2 separate regions of the Mus musculus genome follow, and region 1 is linked to region 2. A link is a contact called in public Hi-C data. All regions are on one chromosome and are shown on one strand. The core of a region is the stretch at or near the end of the contact, and the rest is flanking DNA. Distances in the headings are between cores, read along the strand shown.

Region 1 (5,378 bases), core at 2,782-5,281, 110 kb before region 2:
AGGCGAAGAGACCCCGAGCCCAGAACTGGTGCTGCTTATATAGGCCTAGGAGAGGCGTGTCTCACACCTGGATTGGTTATGCACTAAGCCTCATTTGCATGTTCCTCATCTGATTGGCTACTCTCTCTCTGTACCTCACAGAGCCTCATTATCATACCTCATTTGCATGTCTCACATCTGATTGGTTATACTCTCAAAGCCTCATTATCATGCCCGGGCCAGGCAGTGTCTTTGCAAAAAATTTTACTGCATGTGTACACATTGGTTGTTTGTCCAAACTTATGCGTGGTGGCCAGCAGTAGTGAGCGCCACTCTGCAACAGCACATGTGGCTTCCCACACCTATCTACTTCCCCCCATTCTCTTCCATGTTTCCAAGATGTCACCCAGATCACCCATAGATCCAGCCATGGGCTTATCGTCAGACCTCTGCTAACCAGTCATTGCCAAGGAGATGCGTCTCAGGTATGGCTTTTGCCAAGGACACCTGAACTCTCCTAAAAGGAATACAAATATAGGCATAAATACTGAGTTGGAGGCTTCGGGGCACCATGAGAAGCTTAAGAGGAAAGGACATCCTAGTTCCTAGTCTCTGAGATCTAGAGATGCTGGCATGGCCTGGAAGCCAGTGAAGGCTCCTGGCTTCCTTATGTGGCAATGTCAATCACGGTATACTTAACAGGCTGAATTCACAGAATTCTCATGGCAGAAGGTGATCAGATGACCAGTGCCCAAACCCACCATGGACTGTTCAAATCTACCAATGGTCATAAACTCTCACGTATTACTGAGAGTGCCAGCTTACTACTTACTCTCAGGACTTCAACCTGACCTTCACCAAAGGAGACGTAGGCCCCCAGTGACAGTGTGTCCTAGAATGAGCCTGGCTCTTCCAGTATTTCTTGTGTGATAGTAGCAAGTTTCTGCCCTTCCTGAACCTTTATTGTCCCCTTTTGTGAAGCTGAACACTGACCCACTAAGTTCTCCAGCTTACACAGATATACATTATGTATATCAGCTAACTATACCATCACCAACTCTAGCACCAGAAGTGCAGCACAGGCTAGCACTGAAAAACTAGTTTGTAAATACTGTGGCTACATTTGGGTTTATCTTTTCAACAGAGAGCCTGCTTCCTATCACTTGCAGGGCCAAAGGAAAGCAGGATATAAAACTTACCCCTCTCCTTAGTCTGTCTGAAGGTAGGTGCTTTTGAGTAAGCAAGTCAGCCCAATGATGATGGGACCAAATATTGAAGCACACAGAGGAACCTTTAACTGCCAAAGGCACAGTCCTTGGATCCCATGTCCGACTTCCTCATCAGAGTTATGGGTGCTAGTCTCCTGCTTGTATCTCTAATTATAGGAGTCAAAACAGCTCACAAGCCCCTTCCCCAGCTACTTCAGGCTTTAGTCAGGACTTGTAGCCTTCCCCTGCTGCTACATATTCCAGATCATCCCAGAGCTCAGTCCTCTTAAGTCTAATTTTATCCTGTTTAGGACAGCACTTGGGATGCAGCCTGACCCATTTGTAGCCCATGGAAAATCATTACCTGGCAGTTTTTAAAGCTGTCAGGTCAAATAAGCAAAACCTTATGGGGTCTCCAGTCACAAAGGGATACTTTATACTTTCTCAAGTAGTTCCCCAAGTCAGGTATATGACTGGATACCTGTCCACATTTGCTAAAATGTATATACCAACAGAGGAAGATACATTCTAAATGTGTTAATACACAAAGAGAACTGTAGCTCATAGACATTAAGAAAACTGCTTTAGGGTCCTGTGAGCAGGATTGGATGACCCAAGCCTGCCAGGGTTTCCTGAAAGATGGTCCGTAGCCACTGTGAGCCCACAGCAAATGCAAGCTTCCCAGGGCTTCCTGGAAGACACTGTTCTTAGCTATTGCGAGCCCACATCAGACCATAAGCATATGCAGAAAACTACAGTAAGAGGACAGGAAGGTGACCGAAATGGCTGGAGAACCAATCAGGCCATTGTTCCGCAGAGCCCTCATAGGGCCATTACAAAGGACATTTTCCTAGAAACTGATGCATATATATTGAAGCAAAGGCCTTACAGAGCCAGCCAAGCCAGCCATGAGGAAGAACTGAGGGAGCCTGCATACCCCAGCCCTCAGGTCCTACTGGTAAACAGCAATGATAATGAAAGGGTAACACTGGCCAAAGAGAACAACCTGAAAGCTGACCAGTTGAACAGAGGACAGTCCAGAGAATAACCATATGCCAACAGCGAGCTGATTTATAGTGACACTGATATGACAGGGCAGTGGGAGAAGGATGGTGCTGTATCAGACTGGATGTCCAAGTGGAGGAAAAAGCTTATCTTGACCTTGACTTCACACAGGACACAAAAATCGATTCCAGATGGACTGCAGATCTACATGTGAAAGGTGAGCTTTTAAAGCTTTAGAACAAACCAGAATATCTTTATGACCTTGGAGTAGTCAAAGTTTCTTAAGTAGGACATAAACAGCACTATCCAGAGAGGAAATGTTTGATTAACTGGACCATGTTAAAATTAAGACCTTCTGTTCATCAAAAGACACCAAGAGGGGGCAGGACAGTCCGCAAGCAGGGCAGTATTTACAATACATGTATCTGTGTATCTGACAAATGACTCACACTTAAGAACACCCAGGACAGAGAGAGATAAACTTGTGCCTGAAGAAGAACAGCTCTCAGTATAGGATATAGATGTCTTACAGAGATCTATAAAGAAATGAGAATATAGAATGGGGCTTAGCTCACTGCAAATTACAGATACCACTCTGATGTTATGAGAAGCCAGGATGGCTAAAAAGGAAATAGTGAAAAATTCCAAGTGTGTGTGAGGATGTGGAAAAAAGTGGAATATTCACATGCTGCCAAGCAGGGGTAAAAGTTGGGGTGACTGCCATGGGAAACAGCTGATCCCGCAATGACCCAGCACTTCTCGGCATACAATTAGCAGAGATAGCCATAACTTTTACCAGACACATATATGTAGAATATTCTTAGTAACTCACTACCCAGATCTGCCCAGTGGTCATGGGTAGTAGAATGAAAGAGCAAATCACAGGCCACTCAGAACAGAGTGTCAACGATCAAAAGGCTCCCGAGACCACTGTTTTCTTCAGCCTCACTGGGAGGGGTGGGTGGTTCTCAGACATCAGAGTGAATGAAAGTGCCAGATACATGTGTGTGCCGTGTGCGATCTAGCCATGTAGATTTCAAACTCGGGCAAAGAAGGCTGTTGTGCTGGGAAGTGAGCTTATGGTTTGTTCTTGGTGTGTCCATGATAGGAAATGGGATCTAGGGGACTCCCTGGGGATTCTACTGCTTTCTTTGGATGCTTGGCTCTCAGGTAGGGAGAATGCAGTAGGTTTGTACTGGAAATCTGTATACGTTACTCTTTTGATGTGTTCCCTTTCTACTATAAGTAAGTTTGTAACCCAGTGCTCTATAGAAGACAGTATTTTCTGAGCTTTAGTAGAGACACAACACGGTACAAGCCCAGAGGGACTGGCCTTGCCGCCTGACTACCACCTTGTTTAGAAGGATATATTACTCCAGTACCCCTGACCAGACCACCAGCAGTCCCTATTGTTCAGTTTCCACTTCCAGCTCTAGGCAAAGCAAACAGAAGATGTATTTGAGGGGCTCTCTCTGTTTTTCAGAGTACCTTTCTTTTATGGTATCGGTGTAGTATGTACTGTCACACTACTCTCCCTGGCTTCTCTGTCTCCCTCAGAACAATTCTAGGAGGTTGCTGCATCCCTTTTCATGTGCTTAGATGAAGGAAGTGAAACTAGGGAAGGTTAGGGGCACTGGGGGCTGCCTATAGCTGGGCCAGTGCAGGCTGGGAGCCAGATTGAGGGCATTCGATTCCCAGTCCCTCTCTTTCCCACTGAGCCACTGAGCCACTCCGCCTCGCTTTTAATTTAATTAGGAGAACATTTAATCCCCCGTGCATTTCAGAGACGGGTTTGAGCCTGGCCGGGGCCTTGTGGGGCTCTGACAGGGATCCTGTGACTCATACAGCCTTGCACAGCCCTCCCGGGAGGGCTCTCATGGGGCTTCTTTGGCACCTTATGCAGACAGAGGTGGTCTGGATATTCACAGAAGACAGGACACTAGTCTGGAAAGACAAACTGGTCTCATCTGTTCTTGACAAGTCCCCTTCCCTATCCTCCTGGACACTGCCCCCAACATGGCCCCTCCATCTTCTCCCATCATCATTTGCAGGTTGAGAAGCCAAGTAAGAGAAATGGGTGCTCACTGAGGTACCACAGCAGGCCCTGATTGTCTCCAGGCCCTGAATATCCCAGGCAAAGCAGTCCCATCAGAAGAGCTAGCCCCCTAGTCCACTAATGCTCCCCTTCCAGAAGGCATAGGCTGGCCCCAGCCTCGCTGACAAACGCAGAATTCAGGAGACATTAGTAGTGATGTGGATGAAAGCCAGGCCACAGCGGGCCTCCCTGGAAAAGAGAAACTCGAACGTCTTGGCGTGAGATTCTGCAGGGTCCAGGAGAAAGTTGAAGACATGGAAATTCTAATTAACGCACGAGGGGCTGGTTTTGCTCAAAGATTTTTGAAGCTGTCATGTCAAAAGAGGCCCGGCAAGCACATGCTCGCCCGGGAGGTGCTTGTGGGCACCTGGTGGGATTCTTGCAATGTCCTAGCCTGTATTCTTACTTTCCCTCTGTCCTCTAGACTTTTCTCCACCCATCTTGGTAAACTGGTGGCCCCTGAATGTCATCCCAGAGTGGGATGGCAGGCTGGTTAGTAAATAAATGTTGAGGCTTCCAGTTGAAAATGTCACATCAAAAAAGTCTGAGGGCTCAGGAACCAACCTCTTGGAAGAAACCTTTAGGGAAACTACATGGCAGAGCCAGGCTGAGCTATAGGCTGCTGTGCTTGTGGTAGGCTTGGCATTTGGGGATGTTCATCTTAGATATCCTTGTGCAACGGATGGGGCAATGGTTCCAGACAAGTTCTGATTGATTCATCGGCTGGAGGGTGGGGTGAAGTGGCTGTAGGAGAAGCTCACTGAGGTCAAACCCAGACATGCTTCTTTAGCGTTGAGCTATAGGTGCTCATGTCCTGGGCCCTGTGTATGTCTCGGCATCTATGGGACGTACCTGGAGACCTTGCTTCATTTCAGGCAAGGCTAATGATGTGCTTTCTGTGTCAGAGTAGGACTGGCAATCTTAGGGTTCTTTCATCCTGGAGTTTTGGGGAGTGCTGGAAAAAGAGTGGCCATGAGCAGCCACAACACTCTGCTGCTTGCCTGACCCAGGCTAGAATCAGGGAGCTTTGATGATAGCCTCAAGATGATGTGAGAGGCATTCCTGGGGAAAGGGAGGACTGAGTAGACACT
Region 2 (5,529 bases), core at 1,189-3,688:
CAGCAGGACATATAAGCTCTGTGCCCAACCAGTGGGACTTTTTTTGCACAGCTTGGAGATCTTGAGGTCCTTAGAAGCAGCCCAGCCCCATCCATTCACCCATGTCACCCACCCATCCCCAGACTAGGTGTGACATCCTCCCACCTAGACTAAGCCACAGAGCAGCTGTCTTCCTGGAGAGAGGCACCAACAGTTCGGGAGAGTACCCCCAAGTCCCCCAAGCCTCTGGATGCCCTGGGGGCTACAAGCAGAGCTGAGCCCATGTCTGTTCCATTATCCCCAACAGCCCTCCAGGGACTACACGCAGATGGCATGTGGCTTCCATGTCTACAGGACCCCAAGGTGTGAGTTCTGGGTAGGAACTTGAAGCCCTTGTCCCATTAGCACACAGCCTGAAACACAGTTGGAGCTTCACAGCTACTCTCTTCCTCAATGAATGTAGGAGAAAACAACTCAATCAAAAAAGGTGGGCATCTCGTGGGGAATATCTTTTAAAGTGGCAAAATGACAGCTGGGGCAATAGGAACCTTGTGTGCTGAGGACGTAGAAAGTTCTGGTCCAGCTGGGCAGTGATGGAGCACACCTTTAATCCCAGCACTTGGGAGGCAGAGGCAGGCGAATTTCTGAGTTTGAGGCCAGCCTGGTCTACAAAGTGAGTTCCAGGACAGCCGGGGCTATACAGAGAAACCCTGTCTCGAAAAACAAAAAACAAAAAACAAAAAACAAAAAAAAAAAAAAAAAAGAAAGAAAGAAAGTAAGTTCTAGTCCTGAGAGGGACACAATGTTTCCTCAGAGGACCCAGGAGCCCAGGAGAGAGCTGGCAACACTACTGGGTACACGGTTAGCTGGACAGCATCTCTAAAGAGCCCTGAGAACTAGATCTCTCCAAGCAGGGGGCTGGGGCCCCACAGGAAGTCAGATCTTGGGCTTGGTGGTGGAAAACTCAAGCTCCCTGCTGGTCTCCTGACCTTGTGCTGCTGCAGCAGTGACTCAACCTGCAGAAGTCTTCTTCCCTCGGCTGCAAACTAGTCTTCAGGGACAGGGATAGAGTAAGCATACTGACTCTCACGAGTGCAGCTAACAGGTGTGATATTAATGCCCCCATAAGAGATCTCAGACAGAACAACAGACCAGGCAGTGGGACACATGGCCAAATACAGTGCAAGCAGCAACGGTACACTAGGTACAACCCAAGGCGTGTCTCAGCCAAAAAAACAGAACACCCGCTGTGACTCCAAGCAACAGAAGATGGAGAGCTAAGAGCAAGCTCTACAACAGATAGACCGTGAAAACAAACTAAACCAAAGCAAAACCTAGACACAGCACCAAGACATGAAGCTAGGCGCTGAATTTAACGCCAATAAAGTCTCCACTGGCAGGAAAGGGTGTGAAAACGAATGCAAGAACATGTGAGGCCCTGCTGAGTGTGAACGAGGGTCTGGGACCTGGGGAGCTGACCCTGTTCCACTTGAAAGTAGGACCCAGCAAGGGCTGTTTTAAGGGCTCAGAGAGCCCACCGGATCTCATTTTGCCCCTGGGAAACTGAGGCCTGCCAAGAGAGTTACAGAAAGCAAGGGCGGGCCAGGAAGGGTCCAGCTGCAGGGAGGTGGGTCGCCCCTGCGGGGCCAGGGAGCCTCACAGTAAGGGAGGAAACTGGAGAGATGACCTCATCCCCCAGGCCTCCGGCCGCGCGGCTCACGGGTTTTAACCGCAGGCATGGCGGGACAGTTCCCTGGTATGCGGGCTGTGGGGCTCACGGAGCTGGAGTGTGTGCTAGGACTTTTTCAATGCAGCTGTCTTTGTGTGGGATTTGAAAACAAGCTGGGGTTTGAGAGACAAAAAACAGCCCTGCACCTGGGCCTGGCCAGGGTCTCCTATTGCAAGGAGGGGTGGGTGGGTTTGGCGGCGTGCATGCACATTCAGCAGACTTGCACGTACACGGCGTGCACACACATGTGCGCCACGTCTACAGATGTACATACAGCTTGCTCTAGATTCAGAGGCCGGATTGGGGGCTGGGCGGCGGGAGGGGGGGTGTCCTCCTTGGGGCCACAAACAAGTTTCAAGGCCAAGCACACCTATAACACCCCTGATCAAAGTTCTAGCCAGACCCTGGCCTGGCAGGGCCCAGTTTTCTCCAAGAACAGCTTTTCAGACCCACAGAATATGCCTGGCTCAGCAGAATGCTTAATCCCTCGGAGGCCGCCTGGCTTCCTTGGCCCTGGCTGAGATAACAGGGCTCTGGCACCACGAAAGCCAGGCGCTGAGGCAGGAGTACCGGCGCTGGGGTTGGGGAACACAGCCTCGCGTGACTTCTTCTCCACCATTTACCCAATGTGCTCCCAGAATCCCTCACAGAGCTCCCTTGCCCTGGGCCCCCGTGGGGCACCGCGGGCTGTGGTTTGGGCTCCCGCGCTCGGCACTCTGGGCTCGGCCCAAGGGCTGCTGGAATGTGTGTTACAAGAGCGCCACCTGGTGTCTCCACAGCTCGTCAGAGGCTGCCCTGTCCTTAGCTCAAAGGCTGAAATAAACATCTTTGTTTTTCACCCAACTCCCGTCCACAGCATGTAGCAGCTGCATTCTACACTATGTCCCCCAGCCTGAGGCTCCAACAGCCATTCTCACCCTAGAGGCCTGGAATCCACAACCATGATATCTGCGTGGGCCTAGGACACATGCACCTTTCGGAGGCCATGAGCCATCTGCAACAGCACACAACTCCTCCTTACCTAACCCTTTGACCAATCATCATGTCTTCTAGGAAAATATCACCACCCTATATACAAGGTCCTTTGAGCCATACACTTCTTCACTGGTCCATATGTCCAGGCTGGACACACGCCAGCCTCACATCTGCTTCCCCAACACCATGGTCATGACTCTGAAGTAAGCCACTAGACACAGCCAGCTCAAATCCTGGAAGGTATGGCCTCTAAAGGCTAGCATGTGAGGATACAGCTTACGAACATGGCAAAGTTGGGGACAGACAATGGCTCAGCAGTTAAGATCCCTTGCTACGCTGGCAGAGGTTCTAAGTTTGGTTGGGTACGCATGTTGGGCTGTTCACAATCGTCTGTTACTCCATCTCTAGGGGATCTGCCACATTATCTTCTGGATTCTGTGGGCATTTCGAGCACACACACACACAGGAGGCGGCAGGGAGAGAGAGGCTTTAAAATAATGTGGCAAAGCCAAATGGGGAGGTTAAGACTAAAGCCAACTATACTTTCATCCCTATACTTTACAGTTGGAGACACTGAGGTTCAGGGGTATCATTGTATCCTTAGGGGGCATGCCTGGGAACAAGACTTAAAAAGAAGGGGGTTCTGTATCCTACTCCATATATACACTCTGAGCAGCCGGGGTGTTGAGCCTCCCTCTGCATAGTAGAAAAGTGTGAAAGAGATGTGAGCCTACTCAAAGAAGCCCATCATCACATCCAGGTTGCCCAGAAAAGAGCAGAGGGGAGTTCCAGAAGGGAGTGTGCAGCGTTGACCGGAGGTCAGTCCTAATAGTAGGAAAGCAACCCTGCTGGATATATATAGTGTTTGTGCAAAGGTCCTGAGGCAGTTGGGAGGGAGAGATGGGGAGGGAAGGGAGGTTTGGAGATGGGGGGGGGTGTATGCTTAAATGTGTGACACTCTGAAGACCATGAGGGAGAAATTGGAAATTATCCCAAACCACCCAGGGAGCGTCTGGGACACTCAGGTTTTTGTCCTATAAAATCTCTTCTTAGCTGTTGTGGGGCAGGGAGGGTCCAGGGAACGAGAAGGGGACAAAAGAGGTAATGAGGTCACTGCCCTCACAGTGGTGGACAAAGAGCCACTTCTGGGAAGCAGAACAGACTGGGGAGGGGCTGCCTTGGGAGTGGGGACCCGCTCACACTGAGGGAATGGAGGAGGGGTGGGTCCCACCCACGCCTGCCTTTGCTTTAGGGTTGTTGGATCTGTGTTCACAATTCCAAAAGTAGCCACAAGATGGCAAGCAGGCCCCAGAAAGAGCCTGGCCTGAGGGAGGCAGCAGAAGCCACCAGGAAAGGGAGCCTAAGCCAAAAATTACTGGGGTAACCACCCCAAGTCTGGAGCTACCAGATGAGAAATGGAGTAGGTGCATTCACAGGCCCACACACATGTGAACATGTGTTGACACATGAACATACAGTACCATCTACACGTAGGCATGAACATAGCTACACATGAAGATACACAATACAATGCATTCATTCACAAGTGCACAAGAATACACAAAACCAAGCACAAGGCCTAATATGGATATTACACATGTAAATGTCCACTTACACTCTCACACATGCTCAGACAAAACACACACTTACCTGAAGACACAGCTATATATAGGAATGTGTCCATTTGAATACATGGGTCTGTGCATATGTGAATACATTCACGTAAGTGCATATATAGACTTGTACTTGGGAGGCCTCCCAGGGGAATGTTCTGACACACAGGCCCTTCTCAGCATAGGAGCCATTTTGGCCCAGGCTCTCCAGACCAAGTCCCAAACTAAGAACTACAGAAACCTAGTTCTCTGGAAAAGAACCTGGGCCATTCCCCTCAGCAGTAACCAGGAGCTATGTCCTCTCATAACATATCCAGAGACTTGACCTCATCCGTGTAGCAGCCACCTCTGTACTGGGCAAGGGAACAATTCTGACAGGAACCTGTGGGGATAGCATCACACATAAAACTAAGGAACCCAGGGCCCTCTTCCCCACCTTGGTTCTATAAGGGAATACAAGGGCCATGTGAAATTCCCCAACCATATCTAAGAGCTCCATCAGACAGGTCTTGAAAGATTATACTCTGGGACTAAGGGGTGTCATCCAGGAAACTGAGGCTAATCAGCTAACACATCACAGAGAGATGCCAGCTAAGATTTGGTGGCATCTTTCCAGCCACATGGAACCAACTAGGGAATAGGCAGACTGGCTGGATGTTGCTTCTGGAAAAACTTGAGGCCCTGACCCCGACTTGAAGCCCAGGAACCATAGGTACAGGAATTGGCACCTCTGTTAAGTGTGGGGACATCATAGGCTAAGGCCCACATTGAAAAGTCCCAGAAAACTTCAGAAGAGAAGTCGCCCTCTAGTGACCACAACTTCCAATCACAGCTTGTTACTGTCTGTTAGCAGCTGCCTAAACCACATGTGCCTAAACCACAGTGACATCCCAACCCCAGAGGTAGGCACACTGCTGGCTGGCACCACAGCCATCATAGTTAATACTTGGTACCAGGTGTGCCCTGGATTGAATGCATTGACTTTTGGGATGGGAGTAAGGAACAAGAAATTTGCCAGGTGCCCCTGAATTTTGCTACAGAGCTCACTGTAGGGTATGAACCCTCCAGTGGCCTGTAGAGAACTAGGTACTACCAGGCAAGCCTCATGTTTGATTTGGTCTACAGTGAAAACACGTGTCCTATGGAGTTTTGGGAAAGGGGGCCGTTGGGATGAGCAGCAGGGATGGAACAGAGCAGTGCCTGCCTCATGCTTCCCTGGAGACTCCTAAAAGC

What was found. A called contact is a pair of places that touch in the nucleus more often than the background predicts.
Region 1: a contact with region 2 is called in a Hi-C map of the N1E-115 cell line, with 6 times the contacts expected there. The contact joins two enhancer-like sites. A contact is called at or near these places in 13 of 484 Hi-C or Micro-C datasets (the AML12 cell line, the HL-1 cell line, the N1E-115 cell line and 10 more).

The regions. Positions count from the first base shown.
Region 1 is chr7:143,264,669-143,270,046 of GRCm38.p6, reverse strand. All of the region lies in intron 11 of Kcnq1 (potassium voltage-gated channel, subfamily Q, member 1), which reads right to left. Kcnq1ot1 (KCNQ1 overlapping transcript 1) reads left to right here. Exons shown (of 1, transcript NR_001461.5): 1 at 1-5,378. Among named protein-coding and RNA genes, the nearest start is that of Kcnq1ot1, 29 kb to the left of the region's middle. Within about 2 kb of position 4,031, at least 8 of the 459 cell types and tissues checked have an H3K27ac peak or open chromatin away from gene starts, as enhancers often do. A contact at or near this core is called in the N1E-115 cell line, where this site is marked.
Region 2 is chr7:143,150,945-143,156,473 of GRCm38.p6, reverse strand. All of the region lies in intron 2 of Kcnq1 (potassium voltage-gated channel, subfamily Q, member 1), which reads right to left. Among named protein-coding and RNA genes, the nearest start is that of Gm28821, 13 kb to the right of the region's middle. Within about 2 kb of position 2,438, at least 105 of the 459 cell types and tissues checked have an H3K27ac peak or open chromatin away from gene starts, as enhancers often do. A contact at or near this core is called in the N1E-115 cell line, where this site is marked.